Regions from separate parts of the Mus musculus genome. Here regions 1, 2, 4, 5, 6 and 7 are each linked to region 3. A link is a contact called in public HiCAR-type, HiChIP or PLAC-seq and promoter capture Hi-C data. All regions are on one chromosome and are shown on one strand. Each heading gives the region's core, a stretch centred on a gene start, on an enhancer-like site or on the middle of the called end of the contact. The rest is flanking DNA. Distances are from core to core; before and after follow the strand shown. Region 1 holds the start of Pik3cb (phosphatidylinositol-4,5-bisphosphate 3-kinase catalytic subunit beta). Region 2 holds the start of Dzip1l (DAZ interacting protein 1-like). Region 3 holds the start of Pccb (propionyl Coenzyme A carboxylase, beta polypeptide). Region 4 holds the start of Ryk (receptor-like tyrosine kinase). Region 5 holds the start of Amotl2 (angiomotin-like 2). Region 6 holds the start of Dbr1 (debranching RNA lariats 1). Region 7 overlaps Ky (kyphoscoliosis peptidase).

Region 1 (3,299 bases), core at 305-2,804, 1.9 Mb before region 3:
TACCAGCAAACTCCTGGAATCTACTTGTGTGCCCCTCCCCAGCAATGGGACTACAAGTGGATGCCACCCTAACTTTTAACATCTATTCTGGATATGCCGAGTTCTGTAATCCAAAGACAAGGGAGAAAGAGGCATGAATCAAAGCCAGCCTAGTCTATAGAGTGAGTTCCAGACCACTGAGGACTAACACCGCAAAGTTCTGTCTCAAAAGATCCATAACACCGCAAGGTTCTGTCTCAAAAGATCCAAAACAAAATAAAACAAAACAAAACAAAAAAACTTACAAAGCAGTACCAAGACCCGCAAGTGATAATGAACTCCTGGAAACTCAGACTCCTTGGAGATTTCATTACGACTGGTATTCCCAAACATCCATTCAGCACTTCAGAATAAATACTCATCTAATTTAATTATGATGACTTCACCAGACAGTAAGTAACACTGCCCACAACGATGTTTACAAAAGCACTTGTCACTCCCTTCGGATGTAGCAATGCAGGAAAAAAGGAGTATGTTTCCATACTCTTCCTGTGTTTATACTCTGTAACAAGTGACAATTTAAGTGTCACTTCAGATGGGTTAAATACCAAAGTAAGTCAGGTAACATGTCCCACCACCATCTTCCACGTTGTGTAAACTCTGATTCTGATAGGATTCTTAGCACTAATTCACTCCGTACCCAAGACAGGTTTCCAAGTCAGCCTTTCCAAGAGAGAAACTACAGAATTCTAGGAAGAGACTACAGAATCCTACTCTGGCCGCTGTAAGATAACAGGCTCCTTCGTTAAGCAACTCGAGTTGAGCTTATTGCAACACTAGAGCGGTTCGGAAATAAATTTGCCCCCAATACCAACCTCTAGGAAGGAACAAGCCAGAGCCAGCAAGGATGCTGCAGTGAGCGACTCCCAAAAGCTCCCGTCCACCGAGCACTTACAGCGAGGTTAGCACGGCCTCCCGCAATCCCGGGAGGTGAGTATTCACAGTTCCCGCTTCACGTCTCCTCGGGGTATTTCAGCCAAGGCCGCGCGGGACGGGTTAGCCGCAGCACCGGGACTCTGACCGGTCTGAAACCGGAGAGCCCGGAATCGTGCGGTGAACGCTGCGCCGAAACACCTGAGGGTCCGCAGCCGCCGGGCGTCCGCACCGACACCGGCTGGGCCGTGCCGCGCCCGCTCTCTCTGTGGTCGCCCACCGGGCGCCCTCCGCTGCTCGGTGTCCGCCGCCCGAGGCCTGGGCGCCGCGTACCTCGGAGCCCGCGCTCCCGCGGCCGAGCCCGGCAGGAAGCGCCCGCCCGAGCCGCCAGCGCCGCAGCCCGCGCCGCCTCCCGCGCTCACCTGCCCCGCGCGCCGCCACCGGCTCCCGATCCCGCAGCGCCGTCAGCAGCTCCCGCAGCCGTGCCCGCCTGGCTCCGACACCCGCATGCCCCGCTCCCAGTCTCTTGCTGCCTTCGGGGCTCAGCGCGACACCCGCCCACCGCCCACGACCATGGCCGGCTCCGTCGCAGCCGCTGCACCGCCCGACGGAGCACGCGCGCGCCACCGCCGTGCCCGCGCCTGCGCGAGCGCGCGCGCGAGCCTCCCGGGCTCTCCTCCCCGCTGCCCGGCCCCGCCCACCCTCTAGGGCCAATCCCCCGACGCCCGCCTCCAGGCAGCCCCGCCCACTCACCGCGCAAGCCCCGCCCCTCGAGGGGAGGCAGCACCAGCCTCGCCCTGTGCGGCTGTCGGTGCCGCGTTCCTACTGCGCTGCCGGCGCGCTGGGGTTGGCTCGCAGAGCACTGCGGTGTCTGCAGCCCCCAGCTCGCCGCCTTCGGGAAAACCTGCACCTCCCGGTTCCGCTTCTCCGCAGACTCCCCTTTGTTCCCACGGCCCAGCTGGCCTTCCATTCCCTGCGATGTGAACGATCATTTAGATGTAAAGAGTCCAGCCTTTGAAACACTTCTGTGTTCGTCTCTGCACCACCGCAGCTGACGTTTGGCTGCCAAACCTTACACTTCGCCCAGCGCTTTTTTTTTTTTTTCTCGCCTCTGTCTCCCTGCTGTCGGGAAATTTCATGGCTCTTTAGTGAGACGCTTGAATTTCACTTACTGTCAGCCAAACCTTGGGCGCGGCGGATAGAGCTCAGCGGTAGGGCACTCACATAGCCTAAGAGGTCCTGCGTGGGATACTTGTAGTCTTTTTGTTTACATATAGTAAACCTACTGTAACCTAACGCCACTCTAACAATTCAAGCAAATACTTAAGTAGTCTAGGATAGAATCTACAAGTAGAAGGAAAATGAGACAAGGTGTCAAAACAATAGTTTGATTCTGCGGATGTAACTAAGTGATTTAAAAAAAAAAAAAAATCAAGCGTGGTGGCTAATGCCTATAAAGCTCTGCATTCAGGACCAGAAGGCAGGTGCATTGCCAGGCCAGCTAGGTTACTTCCTGAGTTGCAGACTAGGCAAAGCTGCATAGCAGGGACCCTGTCTCAAAAAAAAAACAAAAACAAAAACAAAAAACAGAGGTTAACCTATTTCACCATGCTTGTACAAGTTTGGGGTTTCTACAAGTAATTTTATGTGGAGCTTTTGAGGCTTCAGCCCATTGCCAGTGGGACATTAAATGCTTAACCCAACTGTGAAGCCCAGGTCTTTTCAGATGTCTAATGAATAGAATTCCCCTTAATATTTAGCGAGCTCACAGCCAGAAATGTCAGTAAAGGACCTTCACACGTTGATCCTCGACCCTTGTACCAAGCTTCTTCCTTCCCCTCCACCACAAGGTCAGTCTCATGTCCACCACAGAAGCAAAAGTATCTTGCACTAGACTAGCAATGGCTTTCTGACCAAGCAGAAAGGGTTGGTGACACAAGCCAGGCTGGCAGATCTGTGAGTTGAGGCCAGCTTGGTCTACAGAGCAAGTTCCAGGAAAGCTAGGAGTACACAGAGAAACCTGGAGAGAGAGAGAGAGACAGAGACAGAGAGAGAGAGAGAGAGAGAGAGAGAGGCAGACACAGAGACAGACAGAGACACAGAGACAGAGAGTAAAACAAGAAGCTTGCCAAATACCTGTGAAGTTTCTGTGAATATCGGGGATGGAAATGCTAGAATAGGAATGTACTATGACAAAGAGTGGATCGAGGCCTAATCTTTACACTGTTCTTTGCTGATAGTATTGCTATGCAGTACTTGGAAAAGCTACTCTGGGAGATTAGACTGTACACCAGTGAGTTTCGAATCGTCTGTGTGTGATAAGAGTTCTGTGATGTATTCCTCTTCGCGTTGTTTTGTCGCTAAGATCCTCACCCACTTGTCATCGG
Region 2 (3,765 bases), core at 835-3,334, 1.4 Mb before region 3:
TCCTTTTCCTTTTATGAGTAGCTTCTTTTACTTTGTATATCTGTTAGCTTTCTATGAAAGAATCTCCTGACTTCTTTCCTGAAGCAGGAGCTGGGATCTCACTCTCACTCTCAAGGTCTCTACCTAATAACTGAAGTCTCCCTACTAGGCCTCGTCTCTTAAAGGTCACACCAAACTCCCATAGCTCCATACTGGGGACCAAGACTTTACCACATGGACATTTGGGGACTCCTAACCAAACAATGTTAAGGATGGGGACTCCAGGAAGTGATGCAGTTATGAGAGTAGAGCCCTCCCAGCTGGATTCAGTGCCCTTACAGAAGAGTCTTTTGAGAGCTACTAGATCCTTCTACCATGTTGATTAGAAATAGAGCTCTAGGCTGAGGAGATAAAGGGCTGCCATATTGGATGCTGTGGCCTCAGCAGATGACAGTTATTCAGTGCTTGTGATTTCTCATCAAAACAAACAAACAAACAAACAAACAAACACCAAACCTTCACTCCAGGAAGTGATGCAGTTATGAGAGTAGAGCCCTCCCAGCTGGATTCAGTGCCCTTACATAAGAGTCTTTTGAGAGCTACTAGATCCTTCTACAATGTTGATCAGGAAATAGGTGCTCAGCAGATGGGATCTGCTGATGCCTTGATCTTAGACTTCCTAGCTTCCAAGAGCAGAGCGAAGGGGTTTCTGTTTAGTCTGTAGTATTGTATCACAGTAGTCTAAATGGACTAAGACAAATCTGGTCCATGTAATAACACATGCCAGTATTTCCTTCCTCATTAAGGGTGAATGATATTCCATTGTATGTGTAAGCCACGTGTTCTTAGCCAATCAGCTGCCCATGGGCGCTTGGATTACTTCCACATTTTGGCTGTTGTAAATAATGTTATTATTTTATTGTACATTGTGTGTGTGTGCGCGCACGCACATATCTGTATATACAGATGTCAGAGGACAAGTTTCAGGAGTTGTTTCCTTCCACGGTGTGGGTTACAGGAATCCAATCCAGGATATCCGACTTGATGACAAAGCCCTTTACCTGCTGAGCCATTTTGACAGCTCATTAAATACAAGTGTCCAAGAGTTTGTTTGGGGTCTTGCTTTAAGCTTCTTTGGATATAGATCTAGACATGTGCCTTATTTATTATTCTGTTGCTGAGAAGAGACCCCATGACCAAGGTAACTCTTATGAAAAAGAAAAGTACTTAACTGGAGGCTTGCTTACAGTATCAGAGGCTTAGTCCATTTATCATAATTGCAGGGAGTATGGTAGCAGGCAGGCCTGGTGTTGGAGAAATAGTTAAGAGTTACATCCTGACCCACCTGACCCGTAAGGGTGGGCGAAGACTGGGTCTGACATGGGCGTTTTGAAACCTCAAAGCCCACCTCCAGTGTCACACTTTCTCCAACAAGGCTATACCTCCTAATCCTTGTAATATTTTCAAATAGTGCTGAATCATGGCAAACCATTTTGTTTCCCACAGTGGCAGTACCATTTTGAATTCCCATCAATAACGCACAGAAATTTGAGTTTCTCCCCACCCTTGGCAACGTTTATTCCTAGGGCTTTTGTCCTTGCTGTCCCCAAGATGCAGAGCTTGGCATTTTGAAGCTGTGTTGAGAGAAAGGCCCTAAGATACAACAAACCCTCCCAGAACTTAAAGTCACGAGATGAGAGTCCCAACGAGAGGGGGCAGGGATCTATAATCAGGAGAGAAAATATAATACCCCCAACTCCTGCCGGAGCTTTCTGGGCAACGTTAATGGATAAGGGATCTGAAAGGTGATTGCCATCTGATCAAATTGGAGCACACCTATGGGTCTCCTAATGTGGCTCAGGTCAAATTCCTTTAATTTTGCGGGCTTGCCAACAGTCGCTGCATCCTGCCATGTGAAGTGAAGGGATGGTGACAGAGTCTGTCCTGCCGCTCATCAAGGCCTGGGAACTTGGATGCTGGATTTCCTTAACGAATTCAAAGCAGCACTCCCTCCTTCCCCCCAACCCCCCTCCCTTGCAACTCTAAAAATAGCTGTTCCCGGGCTCTGGGGAGAGGCTCCGCCTCTGCTGTGGGTGGATGGGCTGGGGGTAGGGGTTGGGGTGGGAAGCACCGCAGACCCCAGGCCTGAGCTACTGGCGGGGAGAGACGCGTAGGGTCCGCGCGGCTGGCAGCATCCTCGGGCTGCACTGTAGGAGATGGAGTGAGTCTGGACTTGCGGATGGGGTGAGTCGGGACGTGGGAACCTCTAAGACCTCCAGTCGCCGGCCCTTGTTCCGGGTGACCCCCAGACTGCCACAGGCCTCCCAGGAAAACTATGTCTGGAATCCAGCGGGGAGCCGCCGGAGGGAGCGCGGTTCCAGGCGGAGCTACTTGGCCGCTGCGCGCGCAGGTTAAACATTAGTGGCTGCGGTAGCCAAGCGAGGAAAGGAGCTGCGTGGTCGAGGGTGCTTCACGACGTCCCGCTCCCTGTGCCTCCATCCCTTTATCCCAGCGGCTTCGGATTGTGCAGGACTGAGGTACCCTGCGGGGGGGAAGAGCTCGCATGCCAGGAGACACGGAGGCGCGGAATGGGGGATGTCTGACACCCAACCCTCGGCGTTTTCAGGAGTGTGGTCTTGGGAAATGCAGTTTTTGAAAACAGTAAAGCGATCTAAGGGACTGCAGATCCGAGTTCTGTGGGAAGTGGGGTTCGGTTACTAACGAGATGATTTTTAAATAAAGATTGGCGTGTCTAGGTTCCTCCGCTTCCGGTCCCGGGCTGAAGTTTAACGGGAGCACAGACTTAGGGGTGGATGAGAGTAGAAGTCCACAGGGCAAGTGTGTACCAGGCAGGATCAGAGGACAGGGCCTGGTAGAATTGCCTTCACAACGGTCCTGAAGGGCCCAGGGCCGGTGCTGTCCTGGCCATGTCTCCAGGAATTGGTTTCTAACAGGATTAGGCCTAGGGAGTGTGAGATGTTCCAACCCTGCTCTCCCATCTGTCTGTAAGTGTTCAGCAAGATGGTCACTTCCTTCCCCAAGGTGTGGTCTGGCAGGGGAAAACTACCCTGCTCAGAGAAGGTTGTCTGTCTGTCTGCTTGCTCCCTCCTGTGGAAATGGTTTTAGATCATTAAAGTACAGAACCTTCCTAATGCTGCAGGCCTTTAATACAGTTCCTCATGTTATAGTGATTCCCCCAGCCATAAAGTTATTTCATTCTGCTTCATAACTGTAATGTCGTTACGGTTATGAATTGTTAATGTAAATATCGGACATGAAAAATACCTGAGATTCCTCGGGGGTCGCGACCCACAGGTTGAGAACCACTGTTTTAGCTGCATGCCTTAAATTGAGAACAGAAATCTTGTGCATTTGGGAGCTGAACTTCTTTTGTTTGTGCCACTCAGAACACTTCAGAGGAGAAGGGGAGCCCTTGGTAGGCAGTTCTGAATGTCCTGTGCTCACTTTGCAGAAGAGGAAGCTGTGGGCTAGCCAACCACTTGCCCCAACACTGGCCAGTCACTTGCTTGGTGATTGTAGTGACGGGGTCTGGTCCAGAATAAAGATGGAGAGGCTCTGTTAGGAAGCAACAGCGCTTTAATAGACAAGAAACCCCAGGACAGTCTGTTAGTTTTCTTTCCGATGTGGAGCAGGTTTTGTTTGTTTTTGACACTTCTGTGCCTGGGGATAATAGGTCCTGCTAGGCCTTATTCTCTAAGATATTCCCATGAGCCACCAGTCAAAGCCCACCTCCATTTTTGTTTTAAAGGAAAAAAATTTTTGTGA
Region 3 (3,502 bases), core at 457-2,956:
GCCAGGGCTACACAGAGAAACCCTGTCTCGAAAAACAAACAAACAAACAAACAAAAAGTAAAAGCCAAAGAGGCTGTGGAAAGAGGCTGTGGAAAACAAATGTACTTTGGGGGGAAATAATCTAACAACTACGGAGATAGACAGATAGATAGATATATAGATAATAGACAGATCGATAAATTTTAAGATATTCATACTTTCTGGTCCTCTTTTAGGACATCTGATTCACGGACATAATGAAAAACTTGCTTAAAGGGAACACAAATTAGCCTCCCAACTAAATAAACTCTGACAGCAGAAAACCTGCTCTGAAGGCCTTAATGTAAGAGCATCAGGATCTTGCCTGGGGTGCAATAGGCAACTGAGCAAGGGTGTCCCAAGAGAAAGGTTACCAGAGCAGTGACAGGCTTTCCCAGGGAACTTAATAGCCCTTCAGAGGGACCCCAAGGGAGAGAGGGCTTATGGCTCACCATAAACCTTACAACCACATTTACATCCCTAAGTGTCAAGAGGAATAAATAGTTTTCCTTGAGCATTTTTCTTTTTTCAAACCTAACTCAGGACATCTGAATCAACATTTGACCCAGATTTTCACACACTTGGGTAAGACTTGCATGCCCTTCACAGGAGCCCTTCCCTTAGGGAACCTTCATGTTAACTTATCCAGCTCTTCTGCCTGGACTCACTCAGTTGTCAAGGACACACTGGGCAAGTCTGGCTTCAAGTCTAGGGTCACCTCTTCCAGCTTCTGTTGTTTTTTGTTTTTCTGCTGCTAAATGACCTCCCCAGAAGAAGCTCAAATGTGATTCCCGCCTCAGCTGCTCTCAGCAGAGTAGCCTGAGAGTTTATAGAAAGTCCACCTGCTTCCTATGCAGCAGATCGATACATGAACCTCTCAAGAGGCCAACCAGACTTCCTCGGTCACAGGCGTCACAAATCCCCAGCACGCAGGGAGACAACACACCAGGTTAATGTGAACATAACCAAGTTTTTTCTAATACTTCGTGCCTGGGTTTTACTGCTTCCTTCCCCGAGAAGAGGGAAGGGAAAAAAAAAAAAAAAAAAAAAACTGTCATAAACACTTTCAGGCAGCGGGAGAACAATCCCGTCTTTTAAATTCAGAGCCTGTGGCCGATTAACGTGGCAATCTTATTCAAACAAGACCTGGAAGACATTATTCTGTTTACGGTGCTTTCTAAAGACCACCTTTCCCAAAAGTTCAAAGCTGCTAAGTGGAGCGCAGCTGGAGACCGGTCACATCCATCCATCCATCCGACGACCAATGCCCACCACCACCGCCTGGGGACCTCCCTAAGTGGTGCAGATGTCTACTGACACCCGAGGGGGCTCTAGGTTCTCCAGGTGGACGTTCTCGCCGCGCCCCTCCCAGGCGCAGCGCCTATTGGCTGGGAGGCTCGTGCGCCGCGAGCCCGGCGCGCTGTGATAGGGCGGGAGCGGAGGGGGCGGGACGCACTGGCGCCCGTGACTCACTCGCTTGTGCTGCGCGTCGATGCGGCGCTGGCCTCCTCCCAGCAACGCTGCATGGCGCTTGTTGTCGATGCGCTCTTTAACTGAAACCGGCTGGCTGCAAAGGCCGCGGGTCGTGATGCCGAGGCCGCAATTCAGAACGCTGAGCCTCGCTCCAGCCGCCACCGCCCGAATCCTAATCGCCGCCGCCATTTTTTTTTTTTTTTTTTTTTGACTGCCAGCGTGACACACACTGCACCTCAGGACGCATGCGCAGAGAGCGTAGACATTGCGAGTCTGCGCCTGCGCGTCGTCGCTGGCCCTAAAGCTGGTAGCAGTCACAGGCTTGCATTCAGGCTCAAGGCGGTCCTGTTCTAGGAAATACCTGCCTCTCAGCTCTGTGCCCGTGTAGCCACACAGAACAAGGACTTCATTCCTCGTTCTGCGTTAGCCATCTAAACTCCAGGCTTCGTCGACCCTCTTCCCCCCAAAAATGAATAGATAATGAGCTCTGACCAACTTTTACCAAATGCTGTGCCAGGTTTTGCTCTTAAAACTTAGCCTTGAAATAATTTATATCCAGATTTCAGAGATGGGATACACAGGAACAGAAGTAGGTTTGTATGGCGTCAAGACTGAAATGTTTTGTGAGCTACGTATTGAGCTCCAGAGAGGGTCTCTTAAAGGGGAGAGGAGCTGGGAAGCTACTTGGCTCAGTGCTAAGTTAAAGCCTTTGCCAGCCTGAGTATGAGGACCAAAATTGGGGTCCCCAAACTCAGTACTCAGCCAGAGTAATGAGTGTCTGTACAGAGAGGTTGCCTAGGTGAGATAGCTGACAGAAATAAAAGAATCCCAGGAAGCTCACGGAACAGCCACCCTAGCATGTACAGAAGCAAATGAGACCCAATTCTCACACAAATAAGGGGACCATTGACACCCCATGTTGTCCTGTGACTTCCACATGTGCACGCCCAAACTCTGATACACACAAATTATTTGATGTTTTTTAAGTTTGTGACGAGACACAGAATGGTGAAGTAAACTTTTAGAGACCATTGTGCTAGGTCTAGGCTCCATAGGGTTTTACAGTAGGGGAGAGAGGTTGGCCTCAACCCCGAATACACCAAAGACAAGATGTATCGGGGAGGGAGCTCAATGGATAGAAAATTAATAGGGAACACAGGGCAAGGAGCAATCTGACAAACAACGTTTGCTTGGTTGAAGGCAAGCCAGGGTGCTCAGACATCATTTGGGGGACAGTGGAAGAAGAACCTTATCAAATATGGAGGGCGATCCCTCATCAAGGGTGGAAGATTCTGGCATAACTGACTTAGCAGGATTCTTGGCAAAGCTACCCTCTAGAAGAGAGGACCTGGGAGCCAAGGTCAGTTCTATTCAAGAGATGCTCAGTAGAGCCTGACCGAAGTTTGGTCAAGAAGAGAATCTTGTCAACACAGCGGCTTTGGCATTAGCTGGGAGGAAATAGGAAAAGTAAACTAGGAGCAGACTGCTCGGGCTCAGACCTACTAATCAGAGGGGATGCAAGGCGGCGGCGGGGGCGGGGGGCGGGGGCGGGGGGGGGGGGGGGAGGCTGCTGACCTCTTAGCAAGGACCCTTTAGTCAGTTCAGATGCTAACATCTGAGAAGTGCTGCTCCAGTGCTTTCGAAAACTCTACTATGAATGCTTTCTCATCTGTTTACCCAGCGAAGTGGCAGGTCTTTAAGGCAAAGTACAAGGTGCATATTTCTCATTCTTAGCCAAAAAATAAAAAATAAAAAAATAAAAAAAGCCTGCCAGAGTTGATTATTAACCCTTCCTAAATCCACCTCACTCCACCTCTCTGCAGGACTCCCACAGAGTTCAAATTCTGGCCTGAGACTTTAACGTTAATGTCATTTTATTTATTTATTTCATTTACGTTTTGAGGCTCTCTCTCTCTTAAACTGGCCTGGAACTCATGATGTAGACAAGATTGGCCCGAAATTCAGAGATCCACCTGCCTCAGCCTTTCAAGTACTGGGATTAAACATGGCT
Region 4 (3,551 bases), core at 498-2,997, 1.8 Mb after region 3:
GGATATATTGTATCATAGTATCTCAAGATGTCACTGGCTAAAGATATGGAAGTAAACCAGCCTCTAGAAGACTCAGCTTCCATTCTTGGAGATTATTAGCTTGCTGCAAAAAATGTAGACAGCAAACCTTTGCTTTCAAGACGGCTCCGCCCCCACCCCCTTTGTTTTCTTGAGTAGAGAGCCCTGTTCACAGCATAGGTTCCTAGAGTCCTTCCTGGCAGGGCCCTGGTTCCCTACGAGGTAGCTGTGGCCACAGGTGACTTGTGTTTTTCATCATTCACTGATGGCATGCTTTTGTTCAGTTCATGCCCACTTCCTGGTCTCTTCCTGCAGGGCACTGTATTCTGTGCTGGGGAACTGAAGCTTGACAAATTGAGGCCAGCTTGTCTCCAAATGGAATCCATCCCTCTCACTACAGGAGAGAGGGGGGAAAAATATCAAGATCCAACTATCCTCCTCTTCGGTCTCTCTCCCTGCCCTGGCAGGGGATACAGGTAATATCTCTCAGGGCCTGCGTGTGGATGGGCAACTGGGAGCTTGAAGCTAGGCCGGGCAGAAAGCAGCTGCTCTCCACAGGCAAGGAGGGAGGCATAAGGTCAGTGAACGGGTCACAGGGATGGGATGACCCTGTTCTGGAGGAAGTGAGAAGGGATGCTTGGGAGCCAGCCTGAGTGATGGCTTGTGGAGTAAGCTTGACTGGGGCTTCCCCAAATTCTTCATCAGAGTCTCTGGGATGTATCAGAGATCCTTAACCGGTTTAGGGAGACAAGGGCTTCCTAGAGCAAGGGATGAAATGTAAAAACCACTCTCCAGTATGTGAAAGCACCCATGCACACAGACAGCCATGTACAGCCATAAGCACACACTCACATACATTCCATGTTTTGGAGGGGGGGGCTGGCATGGACCACAGGTTAAAAGCCCAGATACAGGTTGATTTACAGTAAAGGAGAACTAGGATAATAAAAGTTCGTCACATGTAAAAATAAGCTTGCTGGGCATGGGTGGCACAGGCCTTTAATCCTGGCACTTGGGAAGCAGAGGCAGGCAGATCTCTGTGAGTTCAAGGCCAGCTTGGTCTACATAGCAAGTTCCATGCGGGCCAGGGCTACATAGTGAGACCCTGTCTCAAAACAAACAAACAAACAAACAAACTGTAAACCAAAATACAAAATAAAAAGTTTACTAAGGTTTTATGAGTTTTTTTTGTTTTTGTTTTTGCTTTCTGGAAAGTGTGTGGCATGTGAATTTTAGGGAACAGACATGCTAACTAGAGGCTGACCTCTGATGGTGGGATAAGGGAAGATTTCTACGTACCCGTCCCTTCTCACTAAATAAAACAGCATTCTTTTCTTTTGAGACAGCATCCAAGACTCAGGGCGCACCTGGGGAAGAATAAAGAGACCAACCGACTCTAGGCCTCAACGACTTGGGCTGGGGACTGGCTATATTAGCCTAGAGCCCTTCGCCTGGCCAGGGCACTTCATTATTGTTTTTGATTAGTTTGTGTCTCTTTAACTCATTTCCTTTATTCCTCGCGCGTTTCAGCCTGGCAAACAACGTAATGTTATTTATACCAACCCCTACGCGCGGCCCCCACCCCGACCTCAGGTCTGAGACGCTCTCCCGTGCACGCGCGCCCCAGAACCAGGCGCTCTCGGTCGGGCGGCACATGCGTGCGCGCCCTCGCGCACGGCGGGCACGCGCACGCGCGCGTCTCCGCCCGCAGCTCGCCCCCCCACCCCCTCCCGTTCCCGGGCGGCGGGTCTGAAGCGGCGGCGCGATGAGCTGGCCGGCCGCCCCCGGCTCGGGGCTGTGAGGCGCTCGGGGCCGGGGTGCGCGGCGGCGCGGCGGGCGGCGGACGCTCCTGCTCGGCGGCGGCCATGCGCGCGGGCCGGGGCGGCGTCCCGGGGAGCGGCGGCCTGAGGGCCCCGCCGCCGCCGCTGCTGCTGCTGCTGCTGGCGATGCTGCCCGCCGCCGCCCCGCGGTCCCCGGCCCTGGCCGCCGCTCCTGCGGGACCCAGCGTGAGCCTCTACCTGAGCGAGGACGAGGTGCGCCGGCTGCTTGGTGAGTGGCGCGGCTCCCGGGGCCTCGTGAGCCCGCGGTGCTGCCGCTGCGCCGCCCGCGCTCTCTCTCTCTCTCTCCCTCTCTGCAGCCTCCCTGCGCGTGTCACTCTAGGCCGCGGAGCTCCGGAGCCTCGGAGTCGGCGCTCGGGACACGGGTGGCCGCTCCTTAGCCTGCTGTGGGTGGCCCACAGGCCACGCCGCCGCCGTGCGCTTGCTTTCTGGTTAGCGAGTGGGGGGCAAGGTGAGCCGGGCGCCCTGAGTTGTGTGGCATCCTGCACACCTTCGGGCCGACCGGATCCCAAGCATCGGGGTTTGCCTTGGGTTCCTTGAGTGTGACCTGATGCTGCCGTTCCAGGCCACTTGCCTACTCTGCAGACCCTGAAGCGAGAGGAGAACTTGGCTTTGGGGTCCGTCGGCGGTGGTTCCGTTTACCTGTTTAGCCCGTTGTTTGGGGAGTCCGACTCTGCCCTCCGCTTGGAACTCTGTGCATTCTGAAAATCAGCCCTTGAAGGAAGGCCTGGCCAGCCATCAAAAGGAAGTCTCTGATAGTTAGGGATACCCAGCTTTTGCCGTCTTTTGTGCATTAAGGCAGTCCCTTCACTTTTTATCGGGGTGTTTTAGAGTGAAGTGTTGGAACTGGAAAGGTCTCCCCCTAAATATCCATTAAGTGTCACTTTTTTAGTGAGCGAGTATGCCTCCCCCAAGTGTGTGTGTGTGTGTGTGTGGTGTGCGCGCGCGTGTGTATGCGTATGTGTGTATTAGAGGAGGTTTTTTTGTTTGTTTGTTTGTTTGTTTGTTTTGTTTTGTTTTTCCTTTCCAGACAGGGACTTTATGTAGCCTGGGCTGTTTTGGAATCCACTATGTAGACCAGGTTGGCCTCAAGCTCACAGAGAGCCTTCTGCCTGTTAGAAGAGTTTCTTAGGGTCTGTTGAGAGAGTTTAGCCTCGGAATGAAAACTGCTTTTAGCAGACTGTTTAGACATAGTTGTATGTGTAGGTTTATCGGCTTTAACTAAAGAACTGTGTTTTCCTAACATCCTAATTTAACCTTCCTTATAGTCTAGTTGAATTAGCTGAATTTAGTCTAGCAGAATTGAAATGGCATCTGAGTTACGCCTGGAGCATGGGAGAAAGGCTTGGGAAAAAATAACGATTTGTAGTGCGGCTCCTAGGCGTGCTTTTGTAAGGGTTGTTTTTGTTGTTGTTAAAAGAACTTACGTAATTGTGACTTTATTGACATGTATTTCCTCTCCTGCCTTAGCCAGGATGGAAGTAGGGAGACAGAGATATCTGGCAGCAGACAGAGACGAGTACATGTGCCTACCGTTGCGTGTTAGAGTTTTGCTGTTACTTTTATTTATTTTGGTGTGTGTGTACCACGATGTGTTCTGTGGAGGTCACAGGACACCTTGAAGGTGTGGGCTGTCTTTCCACTATTAATAGGGGGTCCCAGGGCTCAAACTCATGTCATCTGACTGGACGACAA
Region 5 (3,389 bases), core at 173-2,672, 1.7 Mb after region 3:
CATCCTCTGTAAAGGCAGCAAGGGGGGTTAACTCCTGAGAACCCCTCCCTTTTAAAGGAAAGCTTTATACAAAAATAACCACATCCCTGACTATTGAGTTTGAAAGGTTTCTTGTCCTTGGTCCCCTCCAGCAAACTTAGGAATTGAGAACGCCGAGGGAAGGAGGGGGTTGGGCCCGGCAGTCCCGCAGCAGAAATTGGTCCTGATTCGAGGTGGATGGGACTGAGGAATGCACGCTCTAACCAGAAAGAGGGTGGGGGGGGCGGGGAGGGGAGGGAGTCAGAGCAGCTAAGCTGGAGGAGTCTCCTGGGGAAGTAGAAGGGTCCAAATGACAAAGGAGTCGATTCCACACCAAAAGCCAGAGAAGCGGAAGACAAAGAGGGTTGGCTAGGTGTAGACGAGGTGGAAAAGACACTGAAACTCGGGACAGGTAGGTGGAAGCAGAGACTCTCTGCCTTGTCAGGTTACGGAGACCGGATTTTGAAGACCAAGAAAAGGGACCTGGCTTCATTGGCTACTCTCTGTGTGACCCTAGGCAAGTTGTTTAGACTCTCTGAACCTTGGTTTCTTATTTATTACAGACATGATAAGAGCACCGTCGGAGGGTTACTGGAGTCGGATGGCCGAGTAAAAAGCAAGTGGTGACCCGCCGCGTGCTTGGCTTAAAGATGAGCGGAGTTAGGGAGGAGTTGGACCGAATGCCCAGTGAGTGGTTGATTCATTTAGTTAGGTAGTGGGTTAAATCCACCAGATTTTCAACCCAGATTCACACACTTCCTGTAGAGGCAGGATTAAAAGAGCTGGCCAAGGTGTTTGTAAACAATAAAAGTGCAATTCAAAGTTTGCCGCTGGGGGGTGAAATAGTAGGAGTTAGGAAAGAGGCTGGGCAGCGGCGGGCCGAAACATCGTTTCGTCTGCAACACTGTCAAGGCTGGGCGGATGTGAACTGCTGTGCAGTCCTCCCGCCATTTCCAAAACGCCACAGACCCTTCTTACAGCCACCATAGGGGCGTGAGAGGCTGATCCCTGGAGTCGTCCCTCGGTGCCTGTAGGAATGGAGGGTGAGAACCCGGTGCGGGCAGTGGTGGGGCGATCTTGGGACGAGTTGGTTAAGACACTCCCAACAGCTAGGACACAAAGCAGGGTGGCAGGGAATGAATGCCGCACGGCCGCCAGAGCCCAGAGTGGCAAGGGGACAAGGCTGAGGCCAGCCCAGCGGCCAGCCGCAGCGCCGCCTCCCGGGAGGAAGGCGGGGGCTGGCCCGGGGAGCGGAGGGAGGCGGAGAGCGGAGGAGGGCGGCGCGCTGAGAGGTTATTTGTGGTTCGCTTTGATCCCGAGGGGGAACCTGAAACTCTCACATTCCTGGCATAGCAGCCGCCTCCAGCGCGGGCTGACCTAGAGGCTGCGCACTGGGGCGCGAGCAAGCAGATCATCGGCGCCACCGACTAGTGCGCACCTCCGTTGCTGACTGTACCTAAGCCGAACCGGGTCTGCGTGCGCCGGCAGCCGCGGGCCGCAGCGGTAAGCAAGGTGCCGGGCACTCCGGGCAGTGCGCGAGGCCGGCGGGGACGCTTCCCAGCAGCAGCGGGACACCGCGATCAGTCCGACCCTTTCTGGAGATCGGAGCTGGGGTGGACGAGCCTCCCCGGGAGCGGGAGGGGAGACTGTGAACCCTTTCGAGGATCGATCCTGGGTGTCTAGCCTAGACTGCTCGCGCTTTTGTGGGGGTGAGGACACCATTCTCCGACCCACTGGGGCTGGAGGAAGGACAGAGGATCAGTGTTTGGGAGTGTGCGTCTCGCGTGCGGGGCAAGTGAAAAGCTGCGGTAGGCATATCTCGCTGAATTATGAGGTTACCGTGGCTGCTTTGTCTGGATTGGGGATACAGGTGGCTTTTACCCTCAGCTAGCTCAAGAATTCCTCTTTGTCTTCCTTGGAAAATCCTCTGCGGAGCCACGAACTGGCTCTCACTTAGAAAGAATGCAGCCTGCTGTCCAGTCCGGTGACGTCAGCGCTGAAGTATTTGGAAAACAAAGAGGGTTAGGGAGAGAGGCGTACCCGCGATGCTTAAAGACCTCTCGCGGTTGCGGGTTTTGCTCGCCCGGGGCGCTCGGGCAGCCACCGGTGCTAGTGGTCTGCCTCGGTAGAGGTGAGTAACGCCGGGACCCTGGACTGGCCTGGTTGACTTGGAGACTAGCGTTGGTTCCTTTTGCTGGAGTGAGCCCAGGCCAAGGCCAGAGACCCGTGTTTGCTTAGAAAGGTGGCTGGTTTTCCGAGTGCAGCGCTCCAGTGCAGCCCAGGTACAGCGCCCGTGTAAGGAAGTTGATTTTCAGTAAGTGCTCTTATATAAGTATTTGAAAGAAAGATTGTGCATCTAGGGGATTCGATTGGGACGTTTGTGCGATGAAAGGCCTCGGAAATGTTCGGTGCTCCGAGAGCCTGGCTCATAGTCGGCGCGCCTGGAATCTGCCGGGAAGGCTCAGCATTCCTTCTAGCCGCTCCCGGATCCTTAGCGCGAGTCAGCCCAGACAGTGATTAACTTAGGAAATACCGCGTAGAAAAAGCCGCGTGTGAGCAGACTCTTCAAGTCTTACACATTGCAGGGTGCAGTTGGGGGGGGGGGGGAGGATTAGTTGCTGGCTTGGGTATCGTCAGGGCTCATTACCTTTCTCCAGCTCTGCCAACATACCATTCCCAAACTGAGGTAGGACAGGGGGCTAGCATTAGTATGGCACAGAAAGGGGCCACCACCCCCTTCCTTTGTCTCCCCCCTCGCCTCATTACCCCATCAACTGGCATAGGTAGTTGTTACTAATATCAACAGAGATGCAGAGGGATCATCCCCTGTGTGCCTCTAGCATACACGTAGGGAGGGGTTTTTCTAAGTAGCAAATGTGTGTGCCAAGAAAAGAGGTTGGTGGTCATGGAAAATGTTTCCCTGGCTCAGTTACTGCAAGCTCCCCTCTGCCTCCTCACCAATTTCCATGGGGCTTCTTGTGCTGCTCACCTTGCAGAGTGGCTGCTAAGGTCATCTGTGACAGGGAGACTCAGATTTATTTTATCAGCAGCCTTTGAGCCCAGGGTCTGGCTCACGCGTCTTTATTCTAAAGAATCAATGGAATTATTTGCTTAGGGCTTCTTTCTGCTGGGCTACATTCTTTCTTTACCGCCTGCCAGTAAACTGGGAACCCTATTGCTAAGTGGTTGAATTTGATGGACGCCTGTCCTACAGTTTGCCCATGAGATTGTTTGGGGTAATGGCTGACTGCCGGGGACTGTGATATGAGATAGCCTTCTGGTTTTCTGTTGTATATCTGTAAGATCAGCTAAATCTCCATAAATGTTACAATGATAAGCATTTGCCAAGGATTTATAGCATACCAGGCGCT
Region 6 (3,286 bases), core at 23-2,522, 1.5 Mb before region 3:
TTCAGTTGTTTAAATGTATACTTCTCTGTTGAGAGGCCAAATCTTGTAAGTTCAGACTCCATTTTAGAGAACCTGGCCAAAGTTTGAACTCAGACAAACTAACCAACATAACACTAGTTTCCAAGTTACCCCTCAACAAGACCAGCGTCCCCAGGTTATTACCCCAACATATCTGCACCCCCAGGTTACGAGGCCACCCCCTGCCTAACGACCACTAATGCAGAGGGAAGCAGAAATTAAGTTTATGATATGACTCCCAGCACCAGCCAATTGTGTTAAAGGCCATGGTAGCTCTCGAATTAGATGCTTAACTACCACCACTACCACATCCCACCCTCTGCTTGTAGCTTTCTATAAAGTCTTGTCCCCACTGACATTCGGGGTACACCAAAAACTGTGCTGTGTGTTGGTGGCGAGCCACAGCGAGCTGGGATAGAATAAAGACCGTGCTATGAGTTACATCAGATGGGCTCCTGCCTGGTTTTGGGGGATCGCTAACACTTTCGTGGCGCTACAACTGTATGCCCTTGATTAGATTTCCTTTACTGGCTTTCTTCTTTGCCATTCATTCTTCCTTGATTAGTCGCCACCTTTTCTCTCCAGAAGTTTTCGAGATATTTAACCTTTCATTCATCTTGCGTTACAGTTAGGCAAACAATTTGGTAGGAAAATACCCATTCCCCTTAGTCAAAAATAATTTTAGAAATTCCCCCCGGGAGGGTTGGTGTATAGTTTTAAAATAATCAGTAAGCTTCAACGTTGCATTTAAATTTTAATGTCATCATTAAAACCTCTTTTTACTTTCTAATTCATTTTTAAGGCAATCATCGTTGCCAGGGAGAGATTTGCTCTAGGGAATTAATTGCTCAATCGCTCCTGCTCACTTGCTTACCTTGATTTTTTTTTTTTGGTTTTTCGAGACAGAGTTTCTCTGTAGCCTTGGCTGTCCTGGAACTCACTTTGTAGACCAGGAAGGCCTCGAACTCAGAAATCCGCCTGCCTCTGCCTCCCAAGTGCTGGGATTAAAGGCGTGCGCCACCACGCCCGGCTGCTTACCTTGATTTTACTAAATTCAATCCCTATTCTTGGAGATTTTATTTCTTTTTCTAGTTTTAAACAATGTAACCCACTAGATTGCTAGCACGCAAGGGATCACGAAGACAGACAGGGTCTCCATTAAACAAGTTCAAAGTTTCCCCCCTCCGGCTTGACCGGGCCCTTCCCGTTCCCTCTCTCGCGAGACTTGGAAGCCGGAAGTTACATAAAGGACTCGAAACTCAGCCGCGGCTCGGTTGGTGTTGGCGGGAGCCGGGTGGGCCGGCTGCCTGGTGTTCTTTGCTGTGCGACCCGGGCTGCAGGTGCTCCGGGGTGTTGCTGTTGAGTTCCGCGGCCCAACGTCACGATGAGGGTGGCCGTGGCCGGCTGCTGCCACGGCGAGCTGGACAAGATCTACGAGACTCTGGCGCTGGCGGAGCGGCGCGGCTCGGGACCCGTGGATCTCCTTCTGTGCTGCGGCGACTTCCAGGCGGTGCGCAACGAGGCCGACCTGCGCTGCATGGCCGTGCCGCCCAAGTACCGTCACATGCAGACCTTCTACAGGTGAGGGGCGCGCGGCCGGTCCTCGCGTGGGGTTCCAGGTCCTGCTGCCGCAGATCGCGATGTCTGTTGGACCCGGAGCTTAGGAAATGGCCCTGGCCTCCTCCTCTCTGTACACACCTGGCTCTTCTTCCCAGGGACCCGGGGTGACACCAGCAGGTTTAGATACTTTGGATTTGCTAGAACACGATGGTTAGTTGATTTAATGATCTGGTTTTCCCGTGACCTGCTGTGTGCTAGTCTGGGTTCTAGAAGCCCAGACTTGCACTTCACAAAGTTCTTGATCTCAATGAATGTGTGCTCGACACTCAAGATTTAATTTATTCTTAAGGGCAGGGATGGGAAGATAGTGGGGACCGTTTGATCGTTTTTGAGCTCGGCCTTTTCCTTCTGACCTCTTGCTTTTTTGTGTTTAGTTTGGTTCCTGACAGCTTTATTACCGTTATGTTGTAGATATTACTCTGGAGAGAAAAAGGCCCCGGTTCTCACCATCTTCATTGGAGGAAACCATGAAGCCTCAAACCATTTGCAAGAGTTACCCTATGGTGGCTGGGTAGCGCCGAATATTTATTATTTAGGTATGTGTTTATGTGCACTTTTTTTGGTCTTGTCAGAATCTGTACCAGCTGGGCAGCTTCTAGAAGACATGTGGTGAATGCCATTAACTTAAATAATCATGAGAATTGAGTTAAAATAGTTATTAAATGGCCAGTCATGAACATACATCCATTTTCTTCTAGAGGTTTAAATAATAGCTAATATGATGACAAGTTTTTTTTTTTGTAGTCTCTTTGCTTTTTTCTTATTGCATTAAACTTTATAATGGAAAATGCTAAACATACATAAAAATACCGAGTAGTTTAATAAATTTCTTTACTTGTTAACCTCAACTCCTATTACTTTGTTCTACTCCCATATTTAAATATCCAGTATTGTTTAAACTTTTCCTGAGGGAGATGGCTGGGATGCCTTAAAGCAAATCCTAACCACTGGGTTATTTCATTTGTGGATTTTTAAGTACATGACTCCCCCTACCCCAAGATGTATTTATTTATCTACCGTGTATACAGTGTTCTGAGTGCATATGTGCCTACAGAGCACCAGATCCCATTATAGATGGTTAGAAGCCACCATGTGGTGCTGGGAATTGAACTCGGGACCTGTGGAAAAGCATCCAGTGCTCTGAGCCATCTCTCCAGCCCCTAAGTACATGACTTTCGAGTGATAGATTTTTTTTAGACACACGTAGTTCTGGTGCCATTTTATACCTAACTATAGTGAGTTAGTCCTTCTCTCGTGCCTTGTCCATACGCATTTCTCTGCATGTCTCAGTTACCGGATCTACAAATGACTTGCTCAGGTAGGATCCAAATATTTGGTGTTCAGGGCTCTGCCTCTTAGACTCTTTATCCTTCCTTCCCTTGTTTCTGTTTTCTGTTTCCTCTATGGTTTGTGTGTTGTAGGCAGTGAGGTTGATTGCCCTGTAGCATTTCCTGGGCTCTGGATTTAGCTGACTGGATTTACTATGATATCACTTGAAGTGTTCCTTTTGTTTTTCATCTTTTAAAGTTTGCAGGTCTTTTATCTCTTTATATAAGTGATTGTTTCTAGAATAATGTTCAAGTTTTTCTAGTGATGAAATCTTAACTTTGGGAATTTTGTTTCTCTGTCATTACTGATTTGCCATCTT
Region 7 (3,269 bases), core at 118-2,617, 1.5 Mb after region 3:
CCCCACCCCACCCCCCACCAGCCATCCTCAGGAGCCTCAAATGCCTACATAGCCCACTGGTAGCCTGGCTGATGACCTGGGCCCTGGGCAAGCAGATTAGCCCCAGCAGTTATCAGATACCAGGGATAGTGTCTGATAACAAGATGTTGCTCCTTCCTTACAAGCCAAACCAAGCTGAGGGGACCACCACCTGCCCCCTAGAGAAAGTGTTGGTCTCTGTCTCTGAGGAAAGCCCTATCATAGCCATTTTCCCTCCTGTCTTTCTCTGAGATGACAACCCCTGCCCTGAGTTCAACCTTCCTTCCATTGGGAACAGTTGAGGGCCTCTTACTTGCTCCGGCCTGTCCTAAAAAGCCTGAGCTGCCTAGCTGGCCCTCAGCAGCACCTGAGGCTGGTGTTTCCATGGCAACAGCTGAGGGGGGAAAAGCAGGCTGCTGCAAACAGGGAAGGCCTGAGGAGAGCCCCCCGACAAGAGGTTCCTGCAGTAGCATCCCAGTGCACAGATGTGCTCCAGGAGGGTCCCTACCAAATTTCAGGGTTCTAGGACTCTGCTCACTGTGCCTGTCTCAGGACCACCCCCCCCCCCAATCCCTCACTGCTCTCTAAGGAATGTCCTCAGGCTCAGCTGCCGCCAGAGCCAGCCTGGGATACTCACAGCCTCTACAGTCAAGTCTTTCCTCAGTAAGAGCCCATCAGACTCCTTCGATAAGTGGCTGACCCCTCATGCTAGATCCTGGGACTATAGAGGTGAACACAAAGGACTCAGCCATAGGCACCCGCATCTCTGGGTGGGCAGTCTGCCAAGTGGAACCTATCTGAAGACCTAGGAGCCCAGAACTTCAGCTCTTCATTCCCTTCTGCCCCTTTCCCACAGGTCCCCACTGCTACCCACCTGATACCACATAGCCCCCCTCCACCAGACTGGGTAGCCTCACTTGTGATTAGCATGGCTGCTAGGGGCTGAGCTGCCTTGGCTCATGTCCAGGGTCCTCTGGCAGTCTCAGCCCATCAGCATCTTGTCACTCACGCCTGGAAAACGCACCAAAGTGGGGTGGGGTGGGGTGGGAGGTGGCGTTGTCTCCACTACAAGAAGACGGTGGAGTTTGCACTGCCTGGAAACAGCCTTTCCTCACCCCTTTTATTTTATGAGCAGTAAGAACTGTGCTATGTTTTAACGAAATAGTAAGTGCTTCGGCGGTCCCTGCCACTCGCTAGACACAGCCGCGACAGCCACTGCTAGCCCTGCAGAAAATGATCCCCATGTTTTTTTCAAAACAGCATAATTAATCTATTCTGGAGCTTGTGGAGGATGCTACCCCACAAAACAGGAGCTGTCCTCAGCACCAGAGACCCAGACCGAGCCTCTCCCAGCGGCCCGGGTCAACCACACGCTCCGCCCTCCTCATATAACCAGGTAGTCCCTTTGTCAAGGCAACTGTAGGTGCACTCGGAAAAACGCCTGCGTTTCTTTTTACTGAAGCAAAGATACACGAAACCGAATCCAATCTTCATGAATTTTTACACGCATGCTGCTCAGCCTGAAAATTTGGAGGCTGCGTTTTGAAGGCTTTTTATTCAAATCCCCCTCTTTGTCTGCTGGTCCACGAGTCTCATTGGCCGATCAAATGGCACGAGCGCCCCCTGGTGGATCACGTGCGAAGTTGCCACCGCTGCAAACCCCCAAGCTGGCTCTTTTTATGATGTTTGTTAAAAATCACTAGGTGCTTTCTCGTCCCTTGCGGACAAGTTATGCTGTCTACGGCATCCACATCGTGGATAGTTATCCTCGTGGTTGATATGCCAATGTCAGCGTTGTCTTGCAGACTGTCAGAAGAGCCTGGGGAGACTTCCCTGGCCTGGCGTGGTGAGAAGATAGGATGGGATTAAGAATTGAGCATCTTGCCCAGAAAGCTTTTCCTGAGACAGAAACCCTGGGCACAGGAATGCCTGTCTGGGGTCGCTGTGATCACACTCATTACTATGGCAATGACAGGCTGAAACTGATCAAACTCAGCGTTTTGCCAGGCAGGCCCCAGGATGGGCGCCAGGGTGCAGAAGGATGGGGCGTGGTGAGGCAAAAGGGTGCAATTAAGCTCTTTCAGCTTGCTTCAAAAGTGCCACCAGCTCAGCTGGACTGTTCTCTGTCTGATTGTGAATATTTTGAGTTCTCCATATGTTACATTGTCCCACGAGGACGGACTCCTCCCGGCCCACAGAGATTAAAGAGACGTAAATAGATTAACTGAAGCATGAAGGATTTGAGCTAGATATAAAGAACCATTTCCTGTTGTGAAGCAGGAGGGACACGTTGCCAATAAACTCTCGGCGAAATTCTCAAAGGACTTGAAAAGGAGAAAAGTTCCCGCAGTGGTCCGGCATTTTCTTTGCCGTGCTTACTGAAGCGGTTGGGTTCTCCCTCCGCTAACTCGTAACTCTTAAACAGTACTGGTTGGCCGGCAGTAAACACCAGGTTAATGGTGTGACCATATAGCTCACTGTTGTGGGATTTCAAAGGCCGTTTATCTGAGGTCTGCCATTTCCTTTCATCTGGAGTAAGTAAAGCCGCAGAGGTGACTATTTCTCCCCGTGTGTGCTGAGTAGTGTGGGCCACTGGCTGTTAAAGATGCTGTCCTCACATTGTTGCTGGGGTTCTTTTTCAATAAAATTTATATTCATTTTTATCCAACAATGTAATTATCGATCCATCCTTATCGCTGCTCTTACAAGGAGAAAAAAAAAAAAAAACAACCAAGGGGGGAGGGCAACACTTTCATGTTCAAAGGATGCTTTTAAAAAAAAGAAAAGATCAATGTCCCCGCCATTTGAACGTGATGGGGAGATGCAAATGGGGTGTTGGGCAAATAGCGATTCCACATTAAAGAAAACATAATTAGGTCAGCCCCGGCCCTCCGAGGCTCACGTGCCTTTGAAGAATCCGAAGACCACGCTTCCTTCATTGAATCTTGTTTAACTTGAACATTTTAAAGTCAGCCCAAATTTCTTTTTAGAGTGGGAGAAGAAAAACGTGCCAAAATTTTTCCTGTCAACCTACTTTTGGGGTGCTGAATATATGCTATACGTTTCTTGATATTCACGCACACACTCGAAACTTTCCAGGTTGCCTAAACTGATTACTCGTAAATTAGACATTTAGAGGACTGGAGGAAAAAAGAAAAAAATGAAAATCTAGACACCTCTGAGAAGCTGCTGTAACCATGGAGACCATTCTCATAGCTGTAGTGTGAAGGGCAAAAAGATTTGTGTTCCCA

Evidence for each region. Promoter capture Hi-C pulls out the DNA fragments that hold promoters and counts their contacts. HiCAR-type assays count read pairs that join an accessible place to other places. HiChIP or PLAC-seq counts read pairs in DNA pulled down with a chosen protein or histone mark.
Region 1: a contact with region 3 is called in a promoter capture Hi-C map of erythroid cells, with 2.7 times the contacts expected there. The contact joins the promoter of Pik3cb here to the promoter of Pccb in region 3. A contact is called at or near these places in 1 of 39 promoter capture datasets (erythroid cells) and 1 of 115 datasets of contacts at active chromatin or transcription factors (pancreatic cancer cells).
Region 2: a HiCAR-type map of astrocytes shows a contact between it and region 3, with 4 times the contacts expected there. The contact joins the promoter of Dzip1l here to the promoter of Pccb in region 3. A contact is called at or near these places in 2 of 39 promoter capture datasets (embryonic stem cells and hippocampal neurons) and 3 of 115 datasets of contacts at active chromatin or transcription factors (astrocytes, embryonic stem cells and pancreatic cancer cells).
Region 4: a promoter capture Hi-C map of stem cell-derived epiblast-like cells shows a contact between it and region 3, with 4 times the contacts expected there. The contact joins the promoter of Ryk here to the promoter of Pccb in region 3. A contact is called at or near these places in 4 of 39 promoter capture datasets (the 3T3-L1 cell line, liver and stem cell-derived epiblast-like cells) and 1 of 115 datasets of contacts at active chromatin or transcription factors (embryonic stem cells).
Region 5: an H3K27ac HiChIP or PLAC-seq map of embryonic stem cells shows a contact between it and region 3, with 7 times the contacts expected there. The contact joins the promoter of Amotl2 here to the promoter of Pccb in region 3. A contact is called at or near these places in 2 of 39 promoter capture datasets (both in embryonic stem cells), 4 of 115 datasets of contacts at active chromatin or transcription factors (astrocytes, embryonic stem cells and extraembryonic endoderm stem cells) and 1 of 9 other capture datasets (embryonic stem cells).
Region 6: a contact with region 3 is called in a promoter capture Hi-C map of erythroid cells, with 6 times the contacts expected there. The contact joins the promoter of Dbr1 here to the promoter of Pccb in region 3. A contact is called at or near these places in 5 of 39 promoter capture datasets (embryonic stem cells, erythroid cells, hippocampal neurons and 2 more) and 1 of 9 other capture datasets (pancreatic islet).
Region 7: a promoter capture Hi-C map of second pharyngeal arch cranial neural crest shows a contact between it and region 3, with 6 times the contacts expected there. The contact joins the enhancer-like site here to the promoter of Pccb in region 3. A contact is called at or near these places in 4 of 39 promoter capture datasets (the 3T3-L1 cell line, embryonic stem cells, pre-B cells and 1 more) and 1 of 115 datasets of contacts at active chromatin or transcription factors (embryonic stem cells).

The regions. Positions count from the first base shown.
Region 1 is chr9:99,138,657-99,141,955 of GRCm38.p6, forward strand. Pik3cb (phosphatidylinositol-4,5-bisphosphate 3-kinase catalytic subunit beta) reads right to left here and starts at 1,555. Exons shown (of 24, transcript NM_029094.3): 1 at 1,335-1,555. It also overlaps the pseudogene Gm2773.
Region 2 is chr9:99,627,447-99,631,211 of GRCm38.p6, forward strand. Dzip1l (DAZ interacting protein 1-like) reads left to right here and starts at 2,085. Exons shown (of 16, transcript NM_028258.4): 1 at 2,085-2,223.
Region 3 is chr9:101,033,178-101,036,679 of GRCm38.p6, forward strand. Pccb (propionyl Coenzyme A carboxylase, beta polypeptide) reads right to left here and starts at 1,707. Exons shown (of 15, transcript NM_025835.3): 1 at 1,492-1,707. The coding sequence starts at 1,680.
Region 4 is chr9:102,833,173-102,836,723 of GRCm38.p6, forward strand. It overlaps Ryk (receptor-like tyrosine kinase), which reads left to right and starts at 1,748. Exons shown (of 15, transcript NM_013649.3): 1 at 1,748-2,067. The coding sequence starts at 1,884.
Region 5 is chr9:102,716,382-102,719,770 of GRCm38.p6, forward strand. Amotl2 (angiomotin-like 2) reads left to right here and starts at 1,423. Exons shown (of 10, transcript NM_019764.2): 1 at 1,423-1,521.
Region 6 is chr9:99,574,527-99,577,812 of GRCm38.p6, forward strand. Dbr1 (debranching RNA lariats 1) reads left to right here and starts at 1,273. Exons shown (of 8, transcript NM_031403.3): 1 at 1,273-1,599; 2 at 2,050-2,174. The coding sequence starts at 1,403.
Region 7 is chr9:102,543,559-102,546,827 of GRCm38.p6, forward strand. Ky (kyphoscoliosis peptidase) reads left to right here. Exons shown (of 11, transcript NM_024291.3): 11 at 1-2,681. Among named protein-coding and RNA genes, the nearest start is that of Gm29387, 14 kb to the right of the region's middle. Within about 2 kb of position 1,368, at least 90 of the 459 cell types and tissues checked have an H3K27ac peak or open chromatin away from gene starts, as enhancers often do. A contact at or near this core is called in second pharyngeal arch cranial neural crest, where this site is marked.